Linked DNA regions of Mus musculus: region 2 is linked to region 1. Evidence: chromatin contacts called from public promoter capture Hi-C data. All regions are on one chromosome and are shown on one strand. Each heading gives the region's core, a stretch centred on a gene start, on an enhancer-like site or on the middle of the called end of the contact. The rest is flanking DNA. Distances are from core to core; before and after follow the strand shown.

The links. Promoter capture Hi-C pulls out the DNA fragments that hold promoters and counts their contacts.
Region 2: a promoter capture Hi-C map of hippocampal neurons shows a contact between it and region 1, with 4 times the contacts expected there. The contact joins the promoter of Galnt3 here to the enhancer-like site in region 1. A contact is called at or near these places in 5 of 39 promoter capture datasets (cranial neural crest, embryonic stem cells, hippocampal neurons and 1 more), 1 of 484 Hi-C or Micro-C datasets (cortical neurons) and 6 of 115 datasets of contacts at active chromatin or transcription factors (embryonic basal ganglia, embryonic forebrain, embryonic midbrain and 3 more).

The regions. Positions count from the first base shown.
Region 1 is chr2:65,790,624-65,794,134 of GRCm38.p6, forward strand. No RefSeq gene overlaps it. Among named protein-coding and RNA genes, the nearest start is that of Csrnp3, 53 kb to the right of the region's middle. Within about 2 kb of position 1,853, at least 21 of the 459 cell types and tissues checked have an H3K27ac peak or open chromatin away from gene starts, as enhancers often do.
Region 2 is chr2:66,123,154-66,126,664 of GRCm38.p6, forward strand. It overlaps Galnt3 (polypeptide N-acetylgalactosaminyltransferase 3), which reads right to left and starts at 1,640. Exons shown (of 11, transcript NM_015736.2): 1 at 1,371-1,640.

The DNA of each region.
Region 1 (3,511 bases), core at 603-3,102:
TTCTCAGCCTTGGGCATCCCAGATACCACTGGACACTGCAGAAGAGCTGAGAACAGAATGAGGGCCCTGGAGCTTAGCCCTGGAGCTGAAGGGAGGAGAGGGCAGGGGGAGAGGGCACTTGATGGTTCCCACGTGGGCGAGAGCCCTTGATCCAGTCCATGGCTGGAGCACAGGAAGGCCTTTGAGAGGGAGGTTAGGCAGCTCTTTAGGGAAATGCCTATCCCATCGTTCAAGCTTGGTGGGCCTTGATGAGGGTGGGCCTTGATGAACAGAGACCGTCTATGGTTTTAGAGCTTTATTGTAGAAAAGCAGGGAGGAAGAGAGAAGGTAGAAAAAGGGAGAGAGGCCAACCATGGCCACATGGGGGGGGGGGGAACGGTGAGAGAGATTGAAGGAGAGCTAGAGAGAATAGTAAGAAGGGTGAGAGCTTAAAGAGAGAAAGGAGGGGCCAAGCAACTCCTTTTATAGTGGGCTAGTCTATTACATAACTGTGGGGAGGAGCATACCTGGCTATAGTCTGGTAACTGTGTGGGTGGAGTCTAGCCAGAATGCCAGATGCTTGGGACATTGTCTGTGTGACTTATAGTCACAGAATTATGGAGTTGGGGGCTCTGTGGTGTCAGGCACTTGACTCTAGGAATGTGGATCCCTTTTCTGTCCCTTGTAGAGTTTTCTACTGGGTCGCTGAAGCAAGCCTCATTCAACCAATATAGGTTGCCTATCATGCTCCACAAGGGGGTGGGTCGTACAGCCAATTCTTAAAAGTGTCTACTTACCCCCTGTACTGGCTGGTGTGTCAACTTGACACAGCTGGAGTTATCACAGAGAAAGGAGCCTCAATTTAGAAAATGCCTCCATGAGATCCAGCTGTAAGGCATTTTCTCAATTAGTGATCAAGGGGGGAGGGCCCATTGTGGGTGGTGCCATCCCTGGAGTGGTAGTTTTGGGTTCTATAAGAGAGCAAGCTGAGCAAGCTAGAGAAAGCAAGCCAGTAAGTAGCACCCCTCCATGGCCTCTGCATCAGCTCCTGCTTTCTAACCTGCTTGAGTTCCAGTCCTGACTTTCTTTGGTGATGAACAGTAATGTAGACGTGGAAGCTGAATGAACACTTTCCTTCACAACTTGCTTCTTGTTCATGATGTTGGTGCAGGAATAGAAACCCTAAGACACCCCCATAACATTTATGCCACTATTGTAATAAGTACTGGTCACAGGGTTTGTACCTGGGTGATATTGATGGTTAACCACACAGGACAGTAACAGAAATTGCCTTCCCTCTTCTATGAGGTGGGAAGGTCCTTTCCACAATGTTTTTCCTCTACTGGGGCCTGTATTTATTTGTTAAGTCTTTGAAATTTGGAGCATCATTGTAAAAATCCAAATGTTACAATGAACTAAAAATAATTCCTCAGAAAAACTTCTCAGTCTTCTTGAAAAATATTTTTTGCTGTGTCTTAGCTAGATATTTAAAATTATTTTTGTCCAATTCCTCAAAGACTTAACCCCAGAATTAGCATATGACTCATCAAATGTAGCTCCAGGTATACACCTAAGAGAAAAAGATACATATGTCCTCACAGAAATTTGTGGGTAGATATTCAAATAAACATTGTCTATAACAGGAAACAAGTAGAAAGAATACAAAAGCCCATGTGTGGATAGATAAATTCAAGCACATAAATACAGCGGGCTATTGTTCTCCCATTGACAATAATGAAGTATTGATGCAGATTAAAACTATATGGGCCTCAAAGACATCAAAATGAGAGAAGAAAGAGAAAGACCAAACCCCGTGGGCTGTGCAATCCATTTGATATGCTATATCTAGAATATGTAGGTGAAGAGAAAGAATGGGAAGGCAGAAAAGAAGGTTGCTAGTGGTTGGTGTTTATAGAGGGACGAAAACTAGATTACAGAGCTGGTGGTTAAGTAACACTGAAAATATACCAATAGCCTTCCAACTAATTACTTTCGCTTTTGAATTTCAAAAACCTCAATGAAATTTTATAAAAAACAATTTGGTAAGCATTATTCAGCCTTTTCCACTAGAGGGTGCTGTTTCCATTATGAAGTGTGTGAAGTTTATTATTTGGAGTGGAAAGGCTTTTATATTTGCAAATAACCCCCCCAACACACACATACACACACGACAGTTATTTTGCATCTGTTTTAGGTATGTACAATGGAAGCAAACATAAAGTTTAGTAATGACTAAAAGAAATTGTGTTACATTTGAATGTCTCTTAAGAGGGAGTTTGTGAAATGACTGTCTTGTCAATATTTTTCTCCTTGAACATAAATGTCATGGTTGCAAAGTGAAGCCAGCATAAACAAACCACAAAACTAAAGAAATGGTTGATGGAAGCAGTTCAAAGTCTCCAGTGAGACAGAATAGGGAACTGTCCAAGCTCTCACATCTTCAGGGAATTTCAAGTATTTTTTCATGACCACTGCAATTGATGGACCCCTGAAAGCATATTTTTCACATGTAGAATAAAATAATCTCTTCAAATTAAAATGACTTCATTAAAGTTCTCTGTGAAAGATGGGTTTCGTAGTTCTATAGCGAATGGAATAATTAGACCATCCTGTCCTTGAATCTCTATGGCCAGTGGCTTAAGGACAATGTAGGGCCTGCCATGTATTCACCAGTGTGGATTTCTTTCCAGCTCCAAAACCACAAAATACACAACTCTTTATGCAATGAGAATGCCCTCAGCCAAAGCAAAATCAAAAGGCAGAAGAGAAAGTCAGTCAGGGAAAACAGAGGCTCCAGAGCAAATTGGAATCAAAGCACTGCGATTAAAGCTTGTAATTACAGAACTGTAAAAACGAGTCTGCCTTCTATATAAAGCCAGCCCTCCCCATCTTCCCAAACATGGAACTGGGTGGGGAAAGGGGGAAGCCTTTGAATTGCAAAGACCACACTGTGAAGAAAACCAGAAAGTGCTGGCTACTGGATCGTCTAGGAACCAGGAAGCAGCATTTCAACAGAATAGAATAATTTGGAAATACTTAAGAAACTATTCTCAGTAAATAATGTAAATGATATGTCTCCTTCTTAAGTTGCTTCAGTTTCTCCATTGTAAAAATAAACCACTACTGTGAAGGTTGGAATATATTGTCGCCCACAGACTCATGGGTGTAAGAGGAAGTGGCTCACTCCCAGCATGGCCTGGAAAGATGTCTTGTATCTGTAGACACTTTGCTGCACCCCCTTTTTCAGCCAGCAGTTGGAACATGTTCCTCTTGCCCTGTTGTTCTGCCTTACCTCAGGCTCCATGCAAGAGGTTCAGTCACCCAAGGACTGAAATGTCTGAGCCTGTGATCCAAAACAAATACTCCTCCCTCTAAACAGCTACTCCGAGGTCTTCGTCATACCAGTGAAACACAGACTAATGCAGAAAAGCAGTACCAAAACATGTGGTCACTGCTGTGACTACCGGGCACTCATAAGCCTTTTAGAGCTGGTTTGTGGGAGACAGCTGCAAAAGCTCAGAGGTTCAGGCGA
Region 2 (3,511 bases), core at 390-2,889, 330 kb after region 1:
GTATTTTACAATCTAAATATATATTTAGAAATATTTTTTTAAAAAATATATAGAAAGAAAGCATGTACAACCTAAATATATGTTTTTAAAACTTGGTAAAGGCAGAACTAAACACACCTAGAGAGTGGAACTTATTAATAAAATTTTCTATGAAAAAAAAATGTTGGTTAAAACAGTGTATAAGAAATGCTTGGTATGAATACACTGCCCAGAATGTTTCAACTAACATGCATGTTAGGTTTCAGTTGATGTTAAAGGTTAAAAAGAAATAATTATAGGGTGTGGTTTTGAACTCATATGTCTAAGTAACAAACTCAAAGTTAGATGATAAAAGTGGAATTTCTCACAACCAGAAACTCTCAAATTCAAATGTAACTTTCTGAATTTTTACAAAAGTATTTGAGTTCAGATGTACCTTAGGTAGTGTAACTTCAATATCAAGCCATAACTTAGAAACATTTTCTTAAAAAGAAAAAAAAATCAGAAAGGGGAGGAAGGTAACTTGATGGAGTTCCCAAAACAGAAGGAAGGAATTAAGTATTAAGTCTATGCTAAGAGTAGTTTCAACCTTAATTCATAGGCTTTCGAAAATCCTAATTAGGTAGACAGGAATTTGGGCTTGGCACTTCCAGGTTCAGACGTGGCAGGATGCTGAAACAAAGTTGGTTTTTTTTTTTTTTTTTTTTTTTTTGAACCTTTGAGTCATATGCCACAGGCACACCAGATCCGAGATACATTGGTCCTTAAGTCAACAGGTCCTCTAAGAGGAGGCAGCTGGTGAACCACAGTTCCATTTCCTCCTGCCACAAAGACCTGGACTCTGCCACCTTCAACCGGAAAGTGGGCGCAGCTCTGGCTCGGGGAGGGCACCCGGAAAAGTGCAGTGCGCGGGATGCCCAGGTCCCGACCACCGAGCGCCTTCCAAACCAGTCGGCAAGCTTCGTGATGGCTCTGGCTGCCGCCGTTTTCCAATCTAGGACTGTCTGGGCTTAGCGGGGAAAGTTGCCCGGCACAACCACAGCCCTCCCCGTAGCGGGTTTGGCCCACTCGGTACCCGGGAGTGGGCAGGCAACCTGCTAGCCCAAGTTGGCAAGCCTTGAGCAGCGCCTCCGCCAGAGACCCGCCCTCCCGAGGACTATCAGGGGGCCCAGGGGTACCAGGGGGACTTTCTGCCCCGGTGAGGCTCTGGGGCTGCCGAGGGGACCCGGCGACAGGAGTGATCGGTATCCCCGCCGGCCTCTCCCGAGGGGGAGCAACTGAAACCCGCTCTCGAGACCGCGTCCAACCGGCCGCGGGCAGCTCCGGGGCCGTCCCGCACGCTGTCCCCTTGCTGGGACTGCGGGAGCCCGGTCGGCTGGACGCCGGCTTACCTGGCAGGTGGGCAGGGCAGGCGGCGGGAAGCGGCGGCCGGCCGGGGCTCTGTCCGCGGGGGTCCAGAGCCAAGTGCAGGTGGCGACGCCGGCGACTCGGGTGGCCGTGGCTCTCGTGGCCGCTCGGCTCAACTCCTCCTCCGCCGCCGCTTCCTGCCTTCCCGCCGGGCCTCCCGCGTTGCCAAGCGAGGCCACGCCGAGGCTCCTCTTCCTCTGCGAGTCTCCCAGGTGAGCTCCCGCCGGCGACGTCGGCAGGGGCGAGGCCGGATCCCGCGCCTGCGCGCCAGCCCCGCGCCCCGCCCCGGTCCTACCTGAGCGCTCCAGGTGAGCCGCGGGCCGGCCGGGCGCGCGCCAAGCAAACTCCTCCGCCGCCCGCGCGCTGCCCGCCCGCCAGCCCTCCGCAGTGCCGAGCCTGCGCTGCCCCGCGCCGCGGCCACCTGGTACCCAGAGCCCACTGGCAGGGACGCTGAGAAATCTGAGCCGCACTTCCCCCTACCCCTAACCCCACGCGGTTCCTCTTCCTCTCCGGGTGGTCCAAACCCAGGGGTGCGGCGTTCCCCGGGACCCCTGGGAGACCGTGCTGCTTTCCTCCCGAGGCTCAGCAGCTTTGTCACCAGTTAGGTTGGTGAGCTTCCTTCCCCTGTAGCCTTGATTTCATCACTCCTCTCACTTGAGCGCAGCGAGTGGTTTCCGTTTCTGGCCGCCGGCGCTAGGGTAGGGAAGCCTCAGGTCCCAAGGAGGCGACTCCCTTTTTCAAAGTAGAGCTTCTGGTATTTTGGTCAAGTTTCAGTTGATTTGGGGTCCACCGTCACCCCTTCCTGGGTTGCTATCTATTGCAAGACCAACCAATCAATATCCACAGGAGAGGGATAGCAGCGCCCTCGGGGAGAACCCCTCTGCCAGGGTTTGGGCAGAGTTTGTGGTTTCCTGGAAAGGAATTGTTTTCACTGAAGAGTAGATTAAAAGCCAACATCTGTTCTGCAAGGTGAGAACCTACACTCTTAAACATGTTAGGCTTTGCCAGTGTGTTTGAGACACTTACACCGTGCCCCCCCACCCCTTCCACTATGCCTTCTGTTCTGGAGACGTTGACACTCAAAACCAGGACTTCAAATTGCTTTTACACATTTCTATGAACTTTTTATTTGACTATTCTCAAAAGTATTCAGGGAAGTGGAAAAACAGCTAAAGACTCTGGGCGACCTGTTTGATTCCGCAGTGATGAGTTTTCCTATAAAGAATGATGGAAGCCTTCCTCCCACATTTTGACACTCACGGTGTTTATTTCCTAACTTATGAGTTTTATATGTGAACTGGAACTAAGTTTTAAAATCTTAGTACATTATCAACAGGTGTTAGTTTTACTTGGCTTATGTGCAACATTTGTTGTAGTATAGTTTCACTTCATATAGCTTCATATAGTTCGGCAACTTAGGTAACTTTTTTTTTTCTTTTGCTTATTTCCAATTGTTTTGTAGGCATCCAGGAACTTTTGTATGACATTTTAGCATTATCATTTAAAAGTTCCTTCTTCCTCTTTCCCCTGAAAATAAAGATTTAAGAGGCACGTGTATATTGTGTATATTACCATAATAACTATCTACTGTGTATCTGTGGGCCGAAAACTAAAAACATTAATTTCCAAAACTCATTTTAATTTTTTGGTTCTGCAACGTCTTTTTGCTGCTTGTGTTTAAATGGAGAGAGATTAGTGCTCATCTTTGGGGGGATTTGGAGGAAATGTTAAGTGTATAAACCACAACATCCCTCTTCCCTTCCTGTGCACTGCCCACCCTAAAGGATGCGTGGAGCCGAAGATGGTCAGTTCTTACTCCTCACCGGGAGGCTAACAGTGACGGTTTCCACTGACAGGAGCAGGGTCAGAACAGGACGGCAGTATAGGATCGCAGGTGGAGGTGCACTGATGACTAGTCATAGCAGAAAACAACTGGGAAGGGCAGCTAGGGAAGGCTTACCAAAAGAGAATGAGAGAAAATAGGCCCCAAGTTGCAAGATGAGTGGCCAGAAAAGATAAGAAAGGTGTTTCGAGGTTATAGAAAAAATTCACTGCTCGGCTTATGATGACAGAGATGGCAGCCAAGCCCTCAGTGTTTCTGAATTAGCATATTTGTTCCACTTCA